Linked DNA regions of Mus musculus: regions 1 and 3 are each linked to region 2. A link is a contact called in public promoter capture Hi-C data. All regions are on one chromosome and are shown on one strand. Each heading gives the region's core, a stretch centred on a gene start, on an enhancer-like site or on the middle of the called end of the contact. The rest is flanking DNA. Distances are from core to core; before and after follow the strand shown.

What was found. Promoter capture Hi-C pulls out the DNA fragments that hold promoters and counts their contacts. Capture Hi-C pulls out chosen DNA fragments and counts their contacts.
Region 1: a promoter capture Hi-C map of liver shows a contact between it and region 2. The contact joins two enhancer-like sites. A contact is called at or near these places in 1 of 39 promoter capture datasets (the C10 cell line), 1 of 484 Hi-C or Micro-C datasets (nephron progenitors), 7 of 115 datasets of contacts at active chromatin or transcription factors (the 230-238 cell line, bone marrow-derived macrophages, embryonic stem cells and 2 more) and 4 of 9 other capture datasets (adipose tissue, embryonic stem cells, liver and 1 more).
Region 3: a contact with region 2 is called in a promoter capture Hi-C map of liver. The contact joins two enhancer-like sites. A contact is called at or near these places in 11 of 39 promoter capture datasets (the C10 cell line, the HPC-7 cell line, cranial neural crest and 8 more), 11 of 115 datasets of contacts at active chromatin or transcription factors (bone marrow-derived macrophages, embryonic basal ganglia, embryonic forebrain and 6 more) and 4 of 9 other capture datasets (adipose tissue, embryonic stem cells, liver and 1 more).

The regions. Positions count from the first base shown.
Region 1 is chr4:150,400,755-150,404,547 of GRCm38.p6, forward strand. The region is part of intron 1 of Rere (arginine glutamic acid dipeptide (RE) repeats); the gene reads left to right. Among named protein-coding and RNA genes, the nearest start is that of Gm52709, 65 kb to the right of the region's middle. Within about 2 kb of position 1,452, at least 64 of the 459 cell types and tissues checked have an H3K27ac peak or open chromatin away from gene starts, as enhancers often do. A contact at or near this core is called in liver, where this site is marked.
Region 2 is chr4:150,571,193-150,575,398 of GRCm38.p6, forward strand. All of the region lies in intron 12 of Rere (arginine glutamic acid dipeptide (RE) repeats), which reads left to right. Among named protein-coding and RNA genes, the nearest start is that of Slc45a1, 79 kb to the right of the region's middle. Within about 2 kb of position 1,454, at least 31 of the 459 cell types and tissues checked have an H3K27ac peak or open chromatin away from gene starts, as enhancers often do. A contact at or near this core is called in liver, where this site is marked.
Region 3 is chr4:150,326,397-150,330,174 of GRCm38.p6, forward strand. The region is part of intron 1 of Rere (arginine glutamic acid dipeptide (RE) repeats); the gene reads left to right. Among named protein-coding and RNA genes, the nearest start is that of Rere, 46 kb to the left of the region's middle. Within about 2 kb of position 1,290, at least 3 of the 459 cell types and tissues checked have an H3K27ac peak or open chromatin away from gene starts, as enhancers often do. A contact at or near this core is called in liver, where this site is marked.

The sequences.
Region 1 (3,793 bases), core at 202-2,701, 170 kb before region 2:
GTTGATCAGAAAACTCCTAAGAAAGAATTGAGAAAATCTTTGGTGAACCTTGGGGTCACTGCTGTGGGCAGTGTACAGTCTGTGCTTGGTATGTACACCCCCTCAGCATGAGAGATGAGTGTTCTGTGAAGTTGATGATCTGTCAAATTTTTCACTTACTTTCTTGATGGTCTCCTTTGGTTTCATGCTTTACTAATGTAAAATCTAAGTTTCTTTTTTTAAAAAAAGATTTGTTTGTTTTTAATTTTATGTGTATGGATATTCTATCTGTGTGTCTGTCTGTCTACCATATAGTCCTGTGGGTGCTAGGATGAATTCCATTGTTCTTCATCTCTGAGCTATCTCTCCAAACCACCAAACCTAAGTTTCTCTCTTGAGTGCAGACACTTGTCTGTCTAGATCCTTACATGTGCGTCCTGTCTCCTCACCATGCTCAGGATGAACCCCAGGTCTACCACTGAGCTCCCAGATCTCAGACAATGGTGGCTTCATCTGCCAGTTGTTCAGGCCACATTCCTCAGCATTGTTGGTGACATCATTGTCACCGAAGTGACATCAGTTTGCTTTTATCTTAAAAACACCTAGAAAGCTGGACCTAGTAGTACAGATCTAATCCCATCTAGGAAGTCGAGGTAGAAGAGCTTAACCTAGGGCCTGGGCATCTCAGAGCCCTTTCAGAAAAACAGGAGAAGAGCACTTGAATTGTTGTTTTGTGGTAGATTGCTCATATATCATGTGCAGTGCCCCGAGTTCAGTCTCCAGAACTACAAAGATAAATACACAAAATTCTAGAAACAGATTTGAAAGTCCATAGAAATCAGACATTTTCCATTGTCTACCTCCACCATCTTGGCTATTTTAGCCTTAATCAGCCCTTGTGCTTCAAGTTTTCCTTTTTTATGGGGAGGTGATTTTTTTTTTTTTTTTTGAGGGAGGTCTTGGTGGCAGGCATGAGAGACTGGCTGCAAAGTTACAGAGATCTGCCTGCCTCTCATGTGCTTGGATTAAAGGTGTGTGCCACCACATCTGACAGGATCTTTTTTAAAAACCTAAGTATTTCATTACTATATTTGTATGCCTTCCCCTCAGCAGAGGGTTTTAGATCACAGAGAAGCTGGAGTTCCGGGAAGTTGTGAGACATGTCATGTGGGTGCTGGAAACTTAGCTCTGCTTGTTTGGAAGAGCAGCGAGCACTCTGGCTGTGACCAATGTGATCATTATTTCTTTCCTATCATATCCTTATGGGAATGCCAAGAAGAGTCAGTTCACGCCCTTGAATGACAGCCAACACTTTTACAAGGCCTCCAAAGTCTCTAATGTCTGCCAGGTCCAGCTTTCTCTGCCCCTGCCCCGAACTCTTGGAACTTCTTTTTAGCCCCTCGTTGTCTCTTGTCCTTCCAGTCTGCCTGGCCTCTTGGATTCTGACCGTGTCTGGACCAACTGATTGTGAGCACTTGCCCTTGCCTCAGAGTCCGTCGTCCTGGCCCTGTGGCTTCTTCCCTCACTATCTCATTGGAGTGTCTCAGGAGGTCATCCCAGATAGAAACGTGTCTTCATTTGCAGCCGTCCTGGTCCTCGTTGTCTTCCCACTTGAGATTGTTGAATGTGAGCATATTTGTGGTCTTCCACTTCCTGGAACATAACTTCTACCAGGGGAGAGATGCTTGTGTTTGCTGTTTCCCAGCCTCTAGAGTAGTAGGAGCAAAGGGCACACACTAGACATGTGTTCAGCCAGTTGATAGCACTTGTGATTCTGAGATGTGTTCTTCACTAGATTTTGTTTTTAATGCAGGATATACTCTGCCTGCTTCATTTGAGCAGTCGAGTTCACACGCATTGAGTATCTGCAGCATTTCTGCTAGAGACAAACACTGCTTTAAACATTCATTTATTTATTTTTGGAGGGAGAGACAGTTTGTGAGTTAGAGCTGTGTGAATTAGCAGCCCAGAGCCATGTAGGAAAAAGGGGCTCCTGTGGAAACTGTGAGCCCTGGCAGTGCCAGAGAGGCCTGGCAGTGCCGGCTGGACTCTGCTCAGCTGCAGCTGCTTCAGATCCTGCCTTTGCACTTGTTGGCAGTATGGCATTGTAGAAATGATCTCTGCTTTATTGTCTATAAAGTAGATAGGACAACTGGTCTGATACAGTTTCCTGAGCCTTTGGAAGAGTCTGATGGGGGAGGGGTATGCTTCGTGACACTCCTGTGTGTTTTCTGCTCGTAAGACGCTCCTAGTAGGGTGGTAGTGACATATCTCTTCAGTGCCATATGATTCCTCTCCGGGTTCCTGTTTTTAGATGTCACATATTGTTGTATTTACTGTCATGATTTCTGTGTTACATGTAAAGGAACGTTACCTATTACCCCCGCTGAGCTAGTTGAGAGGCAAATGCACCTAGCCATTGGATTGATTGTAGTTTCCTCACAGTTGATTGTATTGCTAATTGCTGTGTGTATGTATGCATTAGTAAGATAGAAATATATTTGTGTTCTTTGTGTGTGCACACAGGATTTTTTTATGCGCGTGGATTTTTTCTTGGAATTTTGTAAAAGCATTTGTTTTCATTGTAAATAGAGCATATAATTTTATAGTGAGTAGTAAAGTTTGAATTTATCTTTATCATCTCTGAGAATTGAAGTAACATTGTTTGTTAATTCAGTGTTTTTGGAGAAACTATCTTTAGACAAACAAAAAAAGATATGGGTGTTTTGCTAGGAGATGTGTGTGCACAGCAGTTCTGTACCTTGTCCCCGTGGAGGCCAGAAGAGCAGGAGAGAGACAATCAGGTCACTTAGGGTTAGGAGCTACCTTATGGGTGCTGAGGAGCGAGTCCGTGTCCTCTGGAAGAACAGCCCCAGTTAGTACTTTTAGATGGTTTATTTTAAGTGTGTATGTATGCCTGTGGTGGTGGTGGTGGTTCTATGCACACGCTGTTTCGGTTGCCCAAGAGGCCAGAAGACGCTACCACATCCCTGGAGCGGGGGCCTGAGTGGTTGTGAGCCACTTGGTGTGGATGCTGGGAACCTCTGGTCTTGTCAAGCAGGGAGCACTCTTAACCACTGGGCCTCTCCCTTTCCAGGCCACTGGAACAATTATTGCACTAATCAGGAAAACATTGTTTTTCTTAAACTTCAAAAGCGTTCTGCCTTACATGGTAGAATCCAAGCTGAGATCTTCTCTGTAGATGTCAAGTAGGCTTTGGGATGGTTTCAACGTCAGAGGAACGCTTTGACTGCTGGGTTTAGCTGATAGACTTCTTCCTTTTTTAAATTTTGTTTTGCTCTATTTTATTATTTTGTATGCATGGGCGTTTTGCCTGTGTTTGAGTGTCTGTGCACCACATGCTTGCCGTGCTCCAGCGGCTAGAAGAGTGCCTTGGATTCCCTGGGGACTGGACTAGTGCTACACGAGTGCTGGCGATTAGCTTGCAGTCCTCTAGAAGAGCAACTAGTGTTCTTAATCCATTGTCCCTGTTCTTGTATGATTGCCTTGCTTGGTGAGGAGCGAGGCCACAGATTTCTTTATATACTTTCACCTGGTAATGCCATCGGCCTTGTGCATAGAAGGCGATTCATCCCGTCAAAACTTTTATGAGCACTAGGATGGGTTTCCCCTCTTTTGAAATATGCTAAAAATTGAATTTCTACATGAAAAGCTTTCTATCTGGAAAGAAGTAATCAGGTTTGTGTTCCATACTTTAAGCCTTCTGCATTTAGTGCTATTGCTAGGCCAATGCTATTGCACAGTCATTTCTTGGAGATGGTTAACATTTTCATTTTCCTGAATTAATTCCTGG
Region 2 (4,206 bases), core at 204-2,703:
TGAACAGTTTGTTTCTGGACTGTAGAACCCTGATAACTGGGGAGAAAGGTTCTGAGATTCCAAGTATATCCCAGTAAACAGATTTCTCCAGTTAATGATAACTAAGTTAAGATTAAATCATCATTGTGCATCTAAATGTGTGGAGATGGGCCACTGAGAGGACTCAAACTATAGATATTAAGATATATTGTGGAAACAACCTGTTTCTTACTCTTTCCAGAACAGGTTTTGAAGAGACTTTGTAATGGAGAGCAGAGCAGCAGCAGCGATGTAAAAACTCTTAAGTGTTCTGAGAATCTCATATTTTCTAAGTTTGTTACATACTTTAATGCTAGGCAGTGGTGTCGCACACCTTTAATCCCAGCACTTGGGAGGCAGAGGCAGGCGGATTTCTGAGTTTGAGGCCAGCCTGGTCTACAGAGTGAGTTCCAGGACAGCCAGGGCTACACAGAGAAACCCTGTCTCTAAACAAACAAACAAACAAACAAACAAAAAACAAAATAAAAAAAGAGTGTCTTGACTCAAAAGTAGCAGCCTTCTTTGGGCTGAGTAGAAAAGTCAGTGAGATGTGTCAAGTTGATAGCTCATTTTTAGCCTATCAGCTCAGTTGGTCTTTTTGTTTGTTTGTTTGTTTGTTTTGTTTTTTTTTCTTTTTGTTTTTTTTGTTTTTTTTTTTTTTTTTTTTTTTTTTTTTGTTACTGGTGCTGGGATTGAGCCCTTAGCAATTATCTCAACCCTCCTGCTCTAGACTCTTATCTGTCTCTTTTATCTGCTGAAAGTTGTAAATCGTAAAGATCTGACAAAAGAAATCTGGACAATCTTTTTATCTTGATGCTTTGTAGGACCGGAAGGGAGGAAGCAAGGAAGAAAAAAGAAAAGTAGTACAATTGAGGATTAAACCAAAATCTTAGATGGAGGTGGGGGCTGGGGATGCTGGGAATCCATCCAGGGTCTTGTGCTTGCTTAACAACCTTGGAAACGCAAGACAGTTTTATTCAGCAGAGTAGCAGAAAGCAGGCCTGGCTGACCTTTAACCTAGCACAGTGTTCCTTACCTGGTTTCCTAACTAGAAAGTCTGTCCTAATCCCACCTGACCCTGGCTGCCCACGTCAGGGTCTGATTCAGTTAACTTGTGCCCTTTCCTGCTGCGGAGCAGCCCTGTCATTCCAGGGATGCTTCCCCTCACCTGCCATGCCTGTGCCTTCTCTAACACCGTTCCCTCCCAGTTCCCAGCCGTTTCGTGTGGGCACAGTCCCTAGAGTACAGGAAGCAGAGAGGTCTGCAGCCCTGGAGGGCCTCTCCCACTTCTGCTGAGTGTCATTAGGTCCCACTCCCTTCTCCTTGCTTGGGAGGAGTTTGGTAGTTGGGTGAATCTCTTAATTGTTCTAGTCAGCTGGGAGAGGCACTTGTCTTATATTTTCCTTAGCTATCTACCGAGCCTGGCTAATCATTACAGACCACTAAGGGAGGAGGCAAAGGTCACTTCATTCTGTTGCAGAAGATGAGGGACTTTGCAGGTACCAGTGTTCCAGAACTTCCTTGATAAAAACCTTATGGTTATGAAACTTTCTATAGAAAATTCTTACAATCTAGATGCTTTGCCACATTTTCTTCTATTGTATTACGGGCTTCTTTCTTTGCTAGTCCCAGAAGATTTGAAACATCAGAAGGGCATGACTGGGTTCTGGGGGGGTCAGCAGACCTGTGTTGTATCGATGGTCTGGCCGGTATCTATAGCACCTGATCTCTCTGAAGGTTTTTTCTGGCTTAGTTTGATGCTGTGGGAAGTTCAAATCACATTTTGACAGGTTACTGGGAAGTTATTGTTTCTGAAATGGTGCTTCTTTGCATGAGACAGATGTTCTCAGCCTAAAAAAAAGTGGGGTGCTGGGGCCTGGGAGACCCTGGAGAGATGGCTCATAGCTTAAGAGCACTTCCTGTCCTAACAGAAGAACAGGACTCACTTGACAGCGCCTACATCCGGCATCTAAATCTCTTGTTACTGTAGCTCAGGAGATCTAGCACTCTCTTTAGACCTCTCAGCACACACACACACACACACACACACACACACACACACACGGCATACAGGCGTATATATAAAACAAATAAAATTGAGATTTTTTTTTTAACTTTTTTTTTTTTTTTTTTTGGTTTTTCGAGACAGGGTTTCTCTGTGTAGCCCTGGCTGTCCTAGAACTCACTCTGTAGACCAGGCTGGCCTCGAACTCAAGAGATCCACCTGCTTCTGCCTCCCGAGTGCTGGGATTAAAGGCGTGCGCCACCACGCCCGGCTTTTTTTTTTTTTTTTTTTTTTTACTTTTATTGTATGTATATGATGTTTTGCCTGAGGAGGTCAGAAGAGGGTATCTGTGGATCCTCTAGAACAAAGTTACAGTTGCAGATGGTCATGAGCTACAATGTGGGTGCTGGAAATTAATCCTGGGCCCTCTGGAAAAGCAGTCAATGCTCTTAATTGCTGAGCCATCTCTCTAGCCTCAGAATAAATATTTTTAAAGATTATTTTATGTGTATGAGTGTTTTGCATGTATGTATGTCTGTGCACCACATGGATGCCTGCAGAGGTCAGAAGGGGGCATTTGATCCCCTGGAACTAGAATTACAGACAGTTACGAACCACCATGTAGGTGCTGGTAATCAAACTGTGTTCTCTACAAAAACAGCAAGCAGCAAGTATTCTTGTTTGTTTTGTTTTGTTTTGTTTCAAGACAGGGTTTCAGGCTTTCTCTCTGTAGCCCTGGCTGTCCTGGAACTCACTCTGTTGTAGACCAGGCTGGCCTCGAACTCAGAAATCCGCCCAAGCAGCAAGTATTCTTGTTTGTTTTGTTTTGTTTTGTTTCAAGACAGGGTTTCAGGATTTCTCTGTGTAGCCCTGGCTGTCCTGGAACTCACTCTGTTGTAGACCAGGCTGGCCTCGAACTCAGAAATCCGCCTGCCTCTGCCTCCTAAGTGCTGGGGTTAAAGGTGTGCGCCACCACTGCCCAGTGTAGCAAGTGTTCTTAATCTGTAAGCCACTTCTTGAGCCTCAAAATATTTTACACACACACACACACACACACACCTACCACGTCTATAGGAGGGTTTTTTTGTTTTGGGTTTTTTTGTTTTTTTTGTCTGTTTAGTTGGTTGGTTTTGGTTTTATTGGGGGGGGGTTGTTTTGTTTGAGACACATTTCTCATTTCTCTGTGTAACTCTGACTGTCCTGGAACTCACTCTGTAGATCAGACTGGCCTCAAGCTAACCAAGATCCTACTGACTGCTGGGATTAAATATATGTGCCACCACTGCCTAACTAATAAAGATAATTTTTTTAAAAATGCTTTAAAGAAAAAAAAAATGAAAAGGCTAAAGTACTGTTTAACTGTTGCTGCAATGGACTGCTGTTGTCTCTGCCACTCATGCTGTGGGCTTCAGGCAGGTTACTGGACACTTTTGTTTTTTGATTCCTGTGAAACCATGTGATAACTCCAAGTTCTTAGACCATGAGTGAAAATTTAAATGAGGTGATATCTATAAAGAGTATATAAAAATATTTTCCCAATCTATTATATTCTGTTGAAAACAAGTCTTTGTGTGCACATATGTGTGCTTGCTAGGGATCAGACCCTGGTCGTCATCATGCTAGAAAAGTGTTTCCCGCTGAGCTCTGCACCGTTGCCGCCACACCATGCACACAGTGGTTCTGCTCTGGAGCTGTTCTCCCCGTCACCTGTCCTTGCTCTTGAGTTACTCGGGAAAGGTGGAGGAGAGCCTACAGGAGTCCCTGGGTGGGAGCAGGTCTCCTTACCTTTGGAGGCTCCTGTAGGAGTCCCATTCCTCCCATTCACTACAGGCCTTTATGTCTGATAAAAGTGCCTGTGCAACGGACATCAGCTTTCCTAACACTTGGTTTCTGGAGTTTGTTATACAGGGGCTAGGTCTGGCTTTCCTCTGAATGCTGCTGCCCACTGAAGTGGGAATAGTGGCTGTGATTAGGAAAACCAACTGTTTATAGAGGGTTAGTTGAGTGGGTATTACGTGTTAACCTCATGGCACCCGAGAGAATAACAAGTCAGATCCTTTTAGAATTACATCTGTGCAGATACCCAGTTCTTCCTTCCTTTTTCCCCATTTGCCTTTCTTTAACATATGTATAAAATATGGTTAGTAGATTAAAATACTAGGAGTGAGCAGTGTCTCAGAATG
Region 3 (3,778 bases), core at 40-2,539, 240 kb before region 2:
ATCCTACTGTGGGCGGCACCACTCTTAGGTGGGCTTGGGTTGAATAAGAAAGCAAGCTGAACAGGCCATGAAAGGAAGTAGTCATTGTTCTTCAGTGATCTCTGCTTTAAGCTCCTTTCTTGAGTTCTTGCCTTGACTTCTTTGGATGGTGGGCTGGACTATCAACCAAGTAAACTACACCCCTTTCTCTCTCAAGTTTTGATCAGTGTTTTATAACAACACAGAGCCAACCAGAATTACCATGCTACAGCTCTACCAGCAGTGGGTGACGTCATCTAATATCTGTACTTGGCTGTGGGGCAGACAAGTCCCACTGAGGATTTAACTGCAGTTCTGATTTGTTTTATTATATAGAGCAAATCTCTATCTTCTTGTGTGTGTGTTTTAAGGATTTATTTATTTAATGTATATGAGTGCTTTATCTGCATGTACACCTGTATGCCAGGATAGGGTATCGGTTCCCACCATGTGTTTGCTGGGAATTGAACTCAGGACCTCTGGGGGAATTGAACTCAGGACCTCTGGAGGATCATCTAGTACTCTTAAATGCTGAGCCATTTCTTCAGCTCCTCCTACTTTTGTGTGTGTGTCACAGAACTTTATTTAGCAAAAAGTTTTATATGAAAATGTACATGACCCAATTTCTAATGGGTAGCGAAATGCACTGCAACAGATAGGGGAATCTGTTGATGAAACAGATGAAAAATCAGTTGGATTTGATAGTTGTCGGAGCAATTGTTACTCTTAACCTGGGGCCATAAAGCTTAACTAGTTAGGGGTATGAAATGCATTAAGAATTTGGGAATACAAGAAGAGACTGATTTTTAGAGAAGAATTATAAGCATGATTTTTTATTTGTGTGTGTGTGTGTGTGTGTGTGTGTGTGTGTATAGCATGAGTGTGTAAGTGTGTACCTATGGAGGCCAGGGGAGGTCTTCAGGTGTCTTCTGTCATTCTCTGTATTACTGCCTTGAGATGGGGTCTGTATTTGAACTGGAAGCTCACTGCTTTGATTAGGTTGGCCAACCAGTGAGTTCTTGGCATCTGCCTGTCCAGTGCTGGGGTTATAGGTACATGGAGCCATGTGTGACTTTTCATGTGTGTGATGGGGATTCAGATCTAGATTCTCTGCCTTGAACAGTAAGTGACTCTGGAAAGAAGTAAAAGGTTGTGAGAATAGAGCTAGTTGAAACTTAAAACAAATAAAAAAGCATGTGTGAGGGGTGTGTATGAGTGCTTCTGTGAGTGTGTGTTCTGTTGTGCATGCAGGACTAGTGGGAGGCCAGAAGAGGGCACCAGATCCCTTAGACCTAGCGTTTCTGTTCTCCTGAGGGGGTGTTTGACATTCCTCTAAACCAGTTTCTAGACGGTGGTGACTGATAAAATAAATGTAAGTGACACTTAAGAATTAAAACGAATTTGACTCATGGTAGTGCTTTTCTTCGTGATTATTGATTTGGGATGGTGTGTATTTAGTTATGGACTGAGCGTTTCATCATTTTGTACAGGCTGACCTTGAGCTCTTGGAGCCTCAGCCACCAAAACAGCTGGAATTCCAGATGGGATTCCAAGCTAATTCTGCCAGCATTTTCATGTGGGGTATGACTCCCAGTTCCTCATTCCTGCAAGGCAGGCATTTTACTTGGGTTTATTTTGATCATTCATCATTCATTCATTCATTCATTCATTCATTCGAGGCAGGGTTTCTTTGTGTAGTCCTAGCGGTCTTTGGACTCATAGAGATGCACCTGTCTCTGCCTCCCAAGTACTGGGATCAAAGGTGTGCGCCACCACAGCCCAGCTTTCCTTCCTCTCTTATTTATCTATTCCTGTTTTGTCTTTGTTGCATTTTCCACTAATGGAAAGGAATATTCTTGTTTGAGTTTGTGTCAACAGAGGTGCCTGGCTCATTTCATTTATCTGCTCTTGGTCTTTTTCTTGTTATACTTTTCCATCCTTGTCTTTTGAAGGGTAATGCTTATTTCTGTGTTACATTAGTAAACTCTGAAGTATGGAGTTGATTTTAATAATTTTCTCACATAAAGGAATTTTACTTTAATGTGTCAGAAAGAGGTAATAATTGACATTACAATACTAGTATTAATTTTTAAGGGAAAACATAACATTTCACTGACTCAATACTTTTTGCCTTTTTTTTTAATAGATTTTTTTTATTTCGTATTTTCCTCAATTACATTTCCAATGCTAGCTCAAAAGTCCCCCATGCCCTCCCCACTTTTTGCCTTTTCTTGAAAGGACTATTTTTTCTTCATACCAGAAGAGGGCATAGAATCCCATTACAGATGGTTGTGAGCCACCATGTAGTTGCTGGGAATTGAGCTCAAGACCTGGAAGAGCAGTCAGTGCTCGTAACAGCTGACCTATCTCTCCAGCCCCGATTTTTGCTTTTTTGATCCTCTTTGCTAAGTATCTTTTTGATAGCATCTTGACATTTAGGTAAAAGGATAACATTTGCTAACTGACAGAATTAGAAGGCTCTGAGTGCTTGCCTGACATAAGGGCAACCTTGGCTTCAAAACTGAGAACATCTGGGTGGAGAGGTGCACACCTTTAATCCTAGCACTCAGGAGCTGAGGCAGTCAGATCTCTGTGAGTTTGAGGCCAGCCTGGTCTACAAGTGGGTTCCAGGACAGCCAGGGCTACACAAAGAAACATAGAGAGAAACAACAACAAACCTGAAAGGAGCCAGGTGTGGTAATGCATGCCTTTAGTCCTAGCACTTAGGAGGCAGACTGAGGCTTCTGAGTTAAGAGGCCAGCCTGATCTACTTCGAAAGTACCAGGCTAGCCAAACATAAAGATATGCACACAGAGAGGTGTAGACACACACCCTACCCTCAAACCCAAGCAACAAATGAGAGAGGGGAAGAGATGTGGAACAGCTCTTTCAAGATCCAAAACAGTTTTTTATTTCTGCTAAATAAAGTCTATTTCTAATAACCCGTAAGAACTTTACCTAGGCTTGCAAGGCATTTTTCTATTTCTTCTTTAGTAAAGAACCATTTTCCTAAGATTAACACTGGGGAAATACCACTGGAAGCCTTCCCTGATTGTGAGTGTGAGTTCAGTACACCAGCAGCTGCTCTAACTTGCATCTTAAGTGTTTATGGAAAGTCCATGTGTTAGGGGTCTGCTCCGTAGCTTGTGGCACTTTTGGAAAGATGGCCTCAGTGAGAGGCTGTACATCACTGAGGGTGGGCCTTCACAGGCACTGTATTTTGGCAGCCCAGCTTTTCAGCACTTATGAAGATGGAAAGGCTTATTTTGGCTCAAGTTTTGTAAAGGCTTTTCCTCTGCTCCCAAATCCTGGGATTTCAGTTTTGTGCCACTGTCTTCTGCTAGTGTGCCAAGGGCCAGTTCCTTCCTTATCTTTCACCTTACTCGAGCTTTTGGAAATTAGCAATGAAAACTCAGGTGGCTTTGCAACTTTAATTTTTCAAACCTCATTTTTAATGATGGTTCTTAAATACTTTAACCTCCCATCACCCACCAGAGGTAGTGGGAAAGAAAGGATATAGGGGAAGTAGACCTGTTAATTCGTTCTTTGGAGCAAATCTTACTTGTGTTGTCAGGAAATCAGCAGTTCAGTTCACAGGTGAGCAGTGGCAGCTCCATCCACTTGCAAACACTTTACGGATACACCAGCAGTCCAGTTCAGTAGCTAGCAAACATGAATCAGTAGCAGTGTCACTACCTAGCAGAGACAGCCAGGCCTCAGCTTCTGCAGGAGGGACCAGGAGGAAAGCCAGGAGAGGCTC